Regions from separate parts of the Zea mays genome. Here all the other regions are linked to region 4. A link is a contact called in public Hi-C data. All regions are on one chromosome and are shown on one strand. The core of a region is the stretch at or near the end of the contact, and the rest is flanking DNA. Distances in the headings are between cores, read along the strand shown. Region 1 holds the start of LOC100272393. Region 2 holds the start of LOC100280810. Region 3 holds the start of LOC100281273 (beta3-glucuronyltransferase). Region 4 holds the start of LOC100191956.

Region 1 (2,725 bases), core at 119-2,618, 510 kb before region 4:
CCAAAGTACACATGACATTTTTGGGGGGTTTCAGATATATGCCATTATGAATTATGAAATTGAGTATTCTAAAGATGGCATTATAATTCGTGATACCCGCCGGTTGCCATTATTTGATCAATAAATTTGGCCTCTGCCATTATCTACACTCGTGCATGTATTGTCCATTAGTGTTGCCCCTTTTACCCATCTTCCTTGCTGCTCTTCTCCCTCCCCGTTGTTCCTCCCTAGTTCCAAACCCTCTCCGCCTTAAAACACCGTCGTGTCGTGCTGGCGGTCGGGCTGGTGCGCTGGCTGCTGGCGGCTGTGGGGAGGCAGGCCCCTGGCGGAGGGGTCGTCAACGTCAACCCAGCGGATGAGCTGCGCGTGGAGCTGGGTGCCATGGCGGTTCAAGTGCATGGAGGCGGTGCAAAGGGGGAGCATGCACGGGTAGAGCATGAGCACCCCGTGGCAGTCCCCGGTGCGGAGGAGGGCGTAGATCATGGCGGTGTAGGACACAGCGTCTGGGTGCGGCATTTCGCCAAACACCTTGGTGGCATTGTTCCGGTCCTCGCAAGCCGCAAGCCACAAACGGTGTAGAAGATGAGGAGGGAGCAAACAAGGATGGGGTTGGAGGTGGTCAGGCCACAACGACAAGCCTGGGCATGTATCTGGTATGCGAGGCGGCGGTCGCGGCACTGGAGCAGGGCGTGTCCAGCGACAACGGTGGTCGTGACGGCGGCGTGGCAAGTCAATAAGGGCATTTTTTCTTCTCAGGCGAGTCCTGTACGTGCAAACATAGATAATGGCGTGGACCGAATTTTCTGATCGGATAATTGCAACCACCAGGTATCACAAATTATAATGGCATCTTTAGGATACTTGATTTTCATATTGACATATATCTGAAAACCCTTTTTAGAACCCCTTGTAAAAGCAGACGAAACACCATGCTCAGGTACGGATAGCACCAAATAGAAGACAGTAAATCTTCACTAAAATTCTATTTTTCCCTACCTGCCCATTACGAATCCTCTTGATCCACCTGCGGAGCACACCACCATCATCATTAAATCCACAAGAAAAACCATCAACTGAGCACGGAGATCAGGAATTAAGCGTAGCATATAGGCACTTGCCCTGGCAATGGCGCCGAGCTCTTGTGGTTAGTAGAGTAGAACTCAATCAAGGTGGTAGCGGCGTCCGCATCTGCTTGCAAGTAATCAGAACAAGTACAAAACAGCAAACCAGAGGAAAGGAGATAAGGAGGCAAACCAGCGCAACGGAACGTGTCGGTGTAGGTGAGGCCTTGATTGAGCTCCGGCCACGGCGTTCCGAAGGAGTATAGAGCCCCTGGCGGCGGAGCCCCGTCGCCCATCTGTGTTTCTGCCGCGGCCGCGGCCATCGCGCCGGGGAAGGTATTTAAGAATATACGTTTGTAGGTTAGGCTATCCGCACTCATTCTACTCTAAATTTTTACTCTAAAAGGAATATTCTATCCTAGTCATCAATATTTTAAAATACAGTAGCCAAACTTCCGCATCCACAACTACTCTATATCTCAACCCTATACAAACTACCATATTTTTTTATAAAAAATACTCACTGTGGGCCCCACCACCCATCTCCTTTGCGTCTGCAGCAAACCCACTGTGGGCCTCACCACCTATGCTCTACACAGCGTCACAGTGAATAGAGTTGCGGACAGCAAACGCCAGGAATAGAGTTGTGGGCAGCAAACGCTAAAATAGAGTACGCCATCCAGTCAATCGCTGCAGCCATCCACTTCACTGTAAATTTTTAGAGTTGGCTTCACAGTCCGCGACTGCGGGCAGCCTTAGTCCTTCAGCTTATCCGTGTCTGGAAAAAGCGTTGTATTTATCAGTGTCACCGTATTTTTAAGCAGGTTTTAAACGTTTAGATATAGATTAGGTGGGTGTGAATGTGAAGCCAACAACCAAAGTTCAAACACTGACTTATACATAATTTCACTCTAGTTTCCTTCGTTAGAGCTTTTCTATGATAAAATTGTAAGAGGATGGAGACCACAACGATCCAGCAAGGCTTCTGCGATAGGCTATAAAGTACAGAGAAGTTAAACGTCCAAAAACCAAGGTGTTTGAAATTTTTAGTTATTCTATTTTTCATGATGTGCCTTACCTTCCTCTAACATGTTTTAATTTGTAAATTTGGTATAACTACTAATTGAAAAATATATGTATGTAAAAAATACTAAATATATTTGTGAAGCTAAATATGATGTTACTTAAGAAAACATGTTGTTAACAGAATAAAATGAATATTGAAATGGAAACATATGTAAATTAGAATCATCCGACAAAATTAAGAGATATCTATGCTTTGAGAACCTTCTTTAGATCACGACGCAGAAGTAGCTTTACAAGACTCAGTGAAGGTTGCCGCAATTCCACAAATACATGTTATGCATCCTCATAGCCGCCGTCACCGCCATAAACACGGACAACTCAATTTCATGCTCCATCAATTTAGAAACGAGCAAGTAAGCAGCTGATCACTCACCCCCATACACACCTATCTGACTTCCAAGCTCCATTCGCATCAGTACCGCGAGCACTCCACCTGCATCTACCAATCGAGACCTCTCTGGCGTAAGCAGATTGATTGATCGTTTGAGTCAGAGAGTCGGTGGCACGGGTACCTTAACTACCATGGAACGATGGGACGCAATGTAGAGCGGATAGCGCCTCCCTACGCGGAACGACAC
Region 2 (2,706 bases), core at 122-2,621, 330 kb before region 4:
AATTTTTATATAGTAGGTTGGACTAAATTTAATAAAAACTAGACTTTGATCTAATTTTTTTCTCGATGCTTCACTACTCAGCCCACTCCACACCCGAGTCGTGGTGCTCGTCGTCACGTCGGGATCCTGCACGCAGTACAATTACTTTGCCTTCTAATCCGCACCGGTGGATGGGTAGACTATTAGTGGGATTCTACCTTGGCATCACAGCACCACCCGCCCTCGCTATCTCACAAGGGTCCCGTCGCGCCGTCGCAACGCGACAATGACTGTCGCTTGCTGCCACCGCCTTTCGCCTCGTCGTTGCCATCTACCGTCGTATCGTCGCCTGCCCTCGCTATCCCACGCCTATTGTCGCCAGTGGCAGGCACAGGGGTGTTTCATGGGTATTCATTGAATACCTAAGTTTTTGGTGATCTATACTAATTTGTTAATAGTGTATTACACAAAATAGCGTTAGAACACTAATTTCTTTAATCTTTTGAATTTTTGAATACCCAATCTCAAATGCTTGGCCCGCTTCTGATTGTCGCCTCACCGTCGTCATTTTGCGGTGGAGTCGCTGACTCTCCACACCGACGTGCTAATACGCCCGCTTCGCCCTAACTTCCAGTCCCCGCTAGTCCACCCTTTTGTTTTCTCTAACTCTCCTTTAGGGTGGCCAAAATGAAGTTTCGGTATTCATGCTATTTTAGAACACTACTCATATTATCACTTAATCTCCATGTTATTATTATGGAACTATTTTTATCAAATAGTATAGTATATTGATTTGTCCCCTACGTTATCGGCCTCACCTGAAATTTTGTCTTGCGTCCGCCACTGGACCACCCGACCTGGTTTGGGCAGGTCGAGCCTATCAGACCCGCGGGTTTGGTTTCCTGAATGGGTCTAATACGTTACGGGTTTATATGGGCCGTGCCGGTCTGAACAGACCTAAAAAGCGGTTTAATAAAAAAAATAAACGGGCCGCCGGCCGCCACGCAGCGTCCAACAAAAATAAGGTCTTTGTTTCCGACCAGCATTTCTACGGACATGGCCTTCGGGTCACCTCGGCTGGAAATACGCCATTGTGGAAGAATTACATACATACAAGCGACCAAAACATTTCGAAATCAGCCCTGCGTACGTATGTTGGTTTGTTAATAAACTAGCACACATGTACGATCGAAAAAAAAATACGGATTGTTGGTCGGACTAGTTCCAAGCAGCAGTAGGAGGCATGAGTGACATGCAAGGTAGTGATTAAGTATAGCAGATGCACGTCTAACCATCCCTCCACGAGTTGATCAAGACCTGCCAAACTCGGCCAAGCACAGCACGGACGTACTACTAGTAAACCGTAACTGAATTGATGTGACCTGATCGTCAGCATTGTGTGCGCTCTGCGTCGTCCATCGGTCTGCAATATAATCCACCAAGCAAAGGAAATAATAGCCTCTCTCACTCGTGGAATAGAATACATAGGAGAGGAGAGAATAGAGATGCAGGGGGAAATCTGCTAGACACGTCTCGATCGATCTCCCTATATATACTAGCACCAGATTTTACTTTTGATTTACCACCCCTGCTGATCTCGTACGTACAACTAGCTAGCAGGCTCTACTACTCCATAGCCAACACTAGCTGCAGCAGCACTGCTGCTCCGGCCTCCGGTCATGGACGACTACGGCAACGCGAGCGCGGGCACGGCGGCGCCGCAGCCGCAGCAATATTACTGCCGCTCCGTGTCGCCGCCGTCCAGGGTGTCGTCGTCGTGCTCGCCGCCACCGCCTCCTCCTCCTCCCGCTGTCCTGCAGGTGGTGGGCAACGTGCCGCCGCCGACCGTCGTCCTGAGCCCGTGCGCGGCGTGCAAGATCCTCCGCCGCCGCTGCGCCGACGGCTGCGTGCTGGCTCCCTACTTCCCGCCGACCGAGCCCGCCAAGTTCACCACGGCGCACCGCGTCTTCGGCGCCAGCAACATCATCAAGCTCCTCCAGGTGTGTACGTGTGGGGACACAGGCAGGTCTGGAAGCGTCCCCGCGCGCGCGGCAACAATGCTAGCTGTGCTGACATGCGTATGTATGTATATATATAAACGCTGCAGGATCTGCCGGAGAGCTCGCGCGCGGACGCGGTGAGCAGCATGGTGTACGAGGCGGAGGCGCGGCTGCGGGACCCAGTGTACGGGTGCGCGGGGGCGGTGTGCCGGCTGCAGAAGCAGGCCAACGAGCTCAAGGTGCAGCTGGCGCGCGCGCAGGCCGACCTGCTCAACGCGCAGGCCAAGCACGCCAACCTGCTCGCCCTCTTCTGCGTCGAGATGGCCAATCGCCGCGGCAACCAGCAGCACCCGTCGCCGCTGACGACGATGATGGACGGCGGCGGCGGCGGCGGATTCGGCGCGGCGGCGTACTACCAGCAGACGACGTTGTACGACTCGGACCTGGACTCGGCGACGACGTGGCCGGATCACGAAGCCCAGCTCTGGACCTAGCTCATGCTTCTATCGATCTCGACTACTACAAGTACTTTTTGTTGCATAAACAAATACTAGCTAGTACGTAGCACATGCATGTGCGTTCTGCAACGGCAACGTTTGCATCTTGTCGGATGCTGCTGCAAGAACGCTGTGCAGCCGGCCGTAATTACGAAGTATACCCCCGTCAATATACGATTAGTTGCTCTTGATGAATGAATGCATCTTGTCTTACTCCGTGTTACTGTCAC
Region 3 (2,728 bases), core at 187-2,686, 350 kb before region 4:
ATCAGATCCGCAGGACCGCAGCAGGCTCCGATCCGTTAGTTGAGGGGTGGCAATCATCATCTCGCCGGTCGCCGAAAGGGGTTGAAGTGGACAGCTCAAAGGGTAAAGGGCCCTTGAATGGCGGACGCCGGGATGGGTAGGGCGACCTCCTCGCATCACATGCCTGATGCCCCGGGTTCTCAGTTCTCACCGCTGATTAAGGTCACCAGGCGGCGGTGCCGTGCTGTGCGTGAGCTGTTGCTCTCTCTGTACAGCCTGACAAAGTCGCGCGCTGGCAGCTAGCGAGCGATGACAAGTGTGTGCTTTGGGCACGCGCATGGCGTGATGGCGTCGACGTGCCGCGCTTAGCTTAACTAGCTCTTGCTCGCACCAAGAAAGATCGGCGCTTTAATCATTTTCCGTCGTTTTGTTTTAACTATTTATGTAATGAAGATGAGAGTTTTGCTCTGGCAACAATACACGTCGTACGCGCCGTGAAGCAAGCAATGATGATGGCTGGCTGGTACCTGATTCCCCTGAGCTCGTCGAAGAAGCGGAGGTCGAACACGTCGCCGAGGCCCGCGAAGAGGACGACGCCGGCGAGGCGGTGGTGCTCGATGTGTCCGAGCGCCACGTTGCGCTGGTGGTGCCGCTCCCTGCCCGCGGCGGCGTCGGCGGAGGTGAAGTTGTCCTTGTAGGTCAGGTGGCGGTACATGAGCCCCGTGGCGCGCAGCAGCCGCGCCGTGGCCGGCGCGTCCGGGGCGGCCTCCACCACCACCCACAGCAGCGGCGGCGCCACCAGACGCAGCGCGTGCGCCGCCCGCGTCAGCGCGGCGGCGCGCTCGCCGGTCGCCGCGGGCGTCGACTCCGTCGTCGTGACGACCACCAGGAGCGGGCGCGGGGACGCCGGGTCGCGCGGCAGGCCGCCGCCCCCCGCGTCGTGCGCCAGCAGGCTCCGGTTCACGGCCCCGGCGCCGCCCGCCGGCAGCGCCCGGACCACGTGGCTGCTGCCCACCCGGCCCCCCGCCGCCGCCGCCGCGGACGTCCAGTCGGACACGGACGACGGCGCGAAGCCGGTGAAGAAGCCCATCACGAAGCAGAGGGAGGAATGCAGCAGCGCCTTCTTCCACAGCTGCGACCCCTGCTTCTTGCCACGGGCACCGGCGGCGTGATCCGTGGACGACCCCATCACAGAAGCCAGCAAGCACAACGCCGCCTGCCTAGCTCCACCACCAGCTCCCGGAGGCTGGCCTCGTGCCGCTTAATCTGCGTCGCGACGTGTCGAAGCTGGCTATGTAAGCTAGCTTAGCTAGACGACCGCAGCAGCAAGCGGCAGCCAAGCGGTGGTGGGGACTGGGGAGGCAAGCAAAGTTTGGTAGTGGTGGTGGTTTAAAATGGGCGGGAGGTGGCGAGCAGGGGAGCGGAGCTGCGGAGGAGAGCCAGCGAGGGGAGCCGGTGTCGGGTTGGTGTCACGCTTTTTTTCCTTTATATATCCCAGACGCAGCAGCAAATGTAAATCATTAGGTGGCGTGCGAGTTTAGTGACGCACTAATGCTAACACTTCCCGACCAAGCGTACGTCTAATCTTGTTTGCGTGGCAGCATGGTGATTTTTCTTCGTAGCCGTGGCTCGCCGCGTGGTGTGGCCGTGTGGGGGTGCTTCGGCCGCTCGCTGCCACTAGTAGGTGATATAAAACCGGTATTATATTAAGAAAAGATTGAAATATAATTACGACTGAAAAAATTATCGAACCATGGCTCCTCATCACCCGTTACCGTCCGCTCAGCTACGGACATAATCCGAGAACGGAAGGGACACATCGAGTGTATTTTTTTGAAATAAAAAATTTGCTGTTGACCAAGATCTAAAGTTGCTAGATACTCTTTCGTCACTGTTAGGTGATAATGCCCGATAAAAAAAAAGTTAACCGGCTGCCCGTAATTTGCTAGTACTAGTAATGTATCCAGTATCCTAGGTGGGTGCCAACCGCGCGATCGGTCGGTCTCGCGTCACCGACGGTCGGTTTCAACCCAAGTGACACGGCCAAACCGGTGATACCTTCTCAAATTCAAATAGGTAAACCGGTGTTACAGCCAAATTGGCTAGGATCGATTACCGATTAGGGCTTGTTCGTTTGTGCCGGATTGGTGGGTCGGAATGAATCCTAACCGGATTGCTTCTCTAATTTATATAAACTTTGATTAGCTGGAACGATTCTGGGTGCAATCTGATAGAAACGAACAAGGCCTTAATTGGCCAGTTAGCTGGATTTATAGGCCGGTTTGGTAGCCCCCGAGATCAACCCATCAGGTGGTTCATCATCCTCATCTGGTGCTATACATGCGTGCTAGTGACCGCACTACCGCATCGCATGTAACGTAAGCAACAATCTGCAGGTACGGTTGAAATTGAAACTAGGTCGAGTTTTTTGTGTTTGGCTGTTTGCTGAGCGTGAGAGAATGGTGGCGACCTGGGCCTGGCTGGCGGGCGGGGGCGCTGCGCTAGTGGGCATCAGCGGCAGGTGGCGGGCGGTTGGGTGGGGATCCGGGAGTAGAATCCAGAAGCACTAGCGTCGGAGCCGAATTTTTTATATTTTAGTCCTTCCTCAAAAAAATACACGTTTGGACCTTAAAAAAATTTAATGTCATTTTTGGACCCTCTGCTCGGCGCCATCGCCAATGGCGCCGAGGTAACACAGCTCGGCGCCATAGGCTATGGCGCCGAGGTGCGTGTTGCGCTGGCACAAACG
Region 4 (2,700 bases), core at 133-2,632:
CCGTCGTCCGCGCTGCATCTGGGGCTGGGGCTGGGCGGGCGTACCTCGGAGGGCCCCGCGTTGGCGTCACCGGAAGTGCTTCCATGGATCTGCTTTCGGCCTACATCCGCTGCCTGACTTTGGCCACGCCATACTGTCACTGTGGCTGACGCCAGATCTCGTCCTGCCAACCAACCAACCAACCAAACGGATGCTCAAGGGACCGTGGGACGAAACGGCGTTGATCCTGTGATCCACACATCCACGGGAATAGACGCTTGTGGCACGGCCCGGGCGCCCGAGGTTTAAAATAAAGAGCCAGCCAGCAGCAGCTCCTCCGTTCTCGGCTGACACCCGTGTCCGGGCGAACGTATATAGAGTGGCTGTTGTCGTCGTCGTCGTCAGTACTACGTATAAACCCGCGTTTATGCAGTTTATGCTGTCACGCATGGTATATACGCGGACGCCTCTGGATCATCGTACCACCGTACCCGTACGTACGTGTAGCTATATACTTCACGTACGGGCACGCACAGCCTTGCTGGGTGTCCCGGCCGGCCAGTAGTCTATCATGTTTTCTTGTCAGCAAACGAGCCTACCCCCATACACGTGGTGCTGCACTTTTGCTATGCGCGTCTCCTTTTTGCAGTGTAGTGTATACCGTGTACATGTACTCCCCCATTCAAATACGCGTCGGCGCTTTACATACTAGTATAATACCCTCCTCCTGGCTCCTGCTGCTGCTGCTACTTGCATGCGAAAGAGAAAGCAGCACACGGGAAAAAGGATTTCTTTTCAGAGCGGCCGCTAGATTAATGCAAGGAAGGGAAGGGAAGGGAAAGGCGTCAGCACGTTGTGTGGTAATGGCAAGCTGCGAGGCCAGCTGTTCGATCTCCCACCCCCGCTCTTACAGCTCGCCCACCACCACCTCGCGGATCCGTTCGCCCATCTGTTCGTGTATCCGCCCCGGCCGGCCCGAATGATCAAATGAGCGATGATTATTTCCTGGCTGGCAGTGTCACGATGTGTGCCAGCCGGTAATTACTGCTACTCCTCACAGCCGCGAGATAAGAGGGTTGTGGTTAATCTATGATGATCTGGGGGGAGAAGACGACATGCTTGCCTTTTCTGTTACAGTTGCAGTACGTCTGGCTGAGCTGCAGCCTGCAGGTGAGGACCGAGGCGAGGAGAGAGATGGACAGGCCAGATGCAGATGGGGGCGCTCTACTCACAGACTCACAGGGCCCAGACGCCAATTGTTGCCAGGCTATAGGACGGACCAGACGGCAGACTAGTAGAGTAGGCTCTCCTGCGTCCGTTATCCCCTACTGCTACCACCGAATTACAAACTCCGCTGGCGCTATATAAAACCCAACAGCCCCATCTTGTGACCCAGTCGCCTCGCCTCTCCTCTCCGTTTGCTTTGCATTCACCCCTTGCCGCACACATCAGGAAGGCGGGCAGGCGACGACAATGACGATGATGGCGCCGCATCCGCAGCCACTGCCGCTGCCACAGCCGCCGGCGCCGTTCGGGGACACCACGCTCACCAAGGTGTTCGTGGGCGGGCTGGCGTGGGAGACCCACAAGGACGCCCTCCGCGAGCACTTCGAGCGCTACGGCGACATCCTCGAGGCCGTCATCATCTCCGACAAGCTCACCGGCCGCTCCAAGGGCTACGGCTTCGTCAGTCCCCCTTTTCCTCTCCCGTTCCCGGCCCCTAGCTCCGCCTGTTTGTTGTTGTTGTTGTTTTTTTTTCTTCATCTGGACGAGCGAGGTCGACCCATATGCGAAACGTCGCCAACCTAGCTTGCTTGCATGCACGGCAGGTGACGTTCAAGGAGGCGGACGCGGCCAAGAAGGCGTGCGAGGACGCCACCCCCGTCATCAACGGCCGCCGCGCCAACTGCAACCTCGCCGCCCTCGGCGCCAAGCCGCGCCCCCCGCCACACATCCTCCGCCCTTCGCCGCCGGCCACCCCGGCGCCGCACGCGCCCGCGCTCCCCTCGCAACACCAGCCCACGCCAGGTACGTACGTACGTAAGTTAGCTACTAGCTAGCTAGGTGCCTCTTATTATTAGCGTGCGTTCCGATCCGGACAAGAGATCACATGCATGTTTCTGGCGCGAATTCACTTGCAGCCATCGCCGTGGGGTCCAGGGGCGTGTCGCCGGTGCCGTGGTACTACCACCCCTCCACGACGCCGCCGCCACCGGCCGCGCACCACTACGCCCACGGCGCGCACCAGCAGTACCACGGCGTGCTCCCGTTCTACCCCGCCGCCGCCGCCACCTACGGGTACGTACACGCACGCCGCTCCCAGCTCCGAATTCCAATCCCCCGCCCGCGACAAGGTACGTTTCGCTAGCCCAATTGAAAAAGAAACCGGCACGGCACGGCGTTCGCGCACCTCGAGCGCCGCCAAACTATCTGCACTGCACGTCGCGCGAGGCTACGAGGATTTCGTGTCCTCTGCTCGTTGGCTTCGGGTTGGCTGGCTCCTTGCGAGCTTGCGGCGGGCGGGGAGGGGGACCAGTCACCAGTCCAGTGGGCGCGCGCACACATGCGTGGCAGAGCGGCTGCTTTGGTTTGGAATTGGAGCAGCCGAGCACGCGAGGCGGGACTGGCGGGAGGCACTGGCGCAGGCACAGCCGCGCACAGGCTGGACCTGGACCGGACCGCGCTGCCTCGTCGTGCTCGCACGTGCCCACGTGCCGGCCT

The links. Hi-C and Micro-C count contacts between places; a contact is called where the count stands out from the background.
Region 1: a Hi-C map of ear shows a contact between it and region 4, with 2.9 times the contacts expected there. The contact joins the promoter of LOC100272393 here to the promoter of LOC100191956 in region 4. A contact is called at or near these places in 2 of 25 Hi-C or Micro-C datasets (ear and endosperm).
Region 2: a contact with region 4 is called in a Hi-C map of leaf, with 5 times the contacts expected there. The contact joins the promoter of LOC100280810 here to the promoter of LOC100191956 in region 4. A contact is called at or near these places in 6 of 25 Hi-C or Micro-C datasets (ear, endosperm, leaf and 1 more).
Region 3: a contact with region 4 is called in a Hi-C map of ear, with 3 times the contacts expected there. The contact joins the promoter of LOC100281273 here to the promoter of LOC100191956 in region 4. A contact is called at or near these places in 7 of 25 Hi-C or Micro-C datasets (bundle sheath, ear, endosperm and 4 more).

Annotation. Positions count from the first base shown.
Region 1 is chr1:44,143,461-44,146,185 of Zm-B73-REFERENCE-NAM-5.0, reverse strand. LOC100272393 reads right to left here and starts at 1,368. Exons shown (of 15, transcript NM_001146873.1): 1 at 1,255-1,368; 2 at 1,119-1,188; 3 at 997-1,024.
Region 2 is chr1:43,964,159-43,966,864 of Zm-B73-REFERENCE-NAM-5.0, reverse strand. LOC100280810 reads left to right here and starts at 1,371. Exons shown (of 2, transcript XM_034059576.1): 1 at 1,371-1,979; 2 at 2,087-2,692. The coding sequence starts at 1,659. The coding sequence ends at 2,473.
Region 3 is chr1:43,983,885-43,986,612 of Zm-B73-REFERENCE-NAM-5.0, reverse strand. It overlaps LOC100281273 (beta3-glucuronyltransferase), which reads right to left and starts at 1,436. Exons shown (of 3, transcript NM_001154192.2): 1 at 507-1,436. The coding sequence starts at 1,168.
Region 4 is chr1:43,638,431-43,641,130 of Zm-B73-REFERENCE-NAM-5.0, reverse strand. LOC100191956 reads left to right here and starts at 1,382. Exons shown (of 6, transcript NM_001349819.1): 1 at 1,382-1,665; 2 at 1,809-2,007; 3 at 2,121-2,277. The coding sequence starts at 1,453.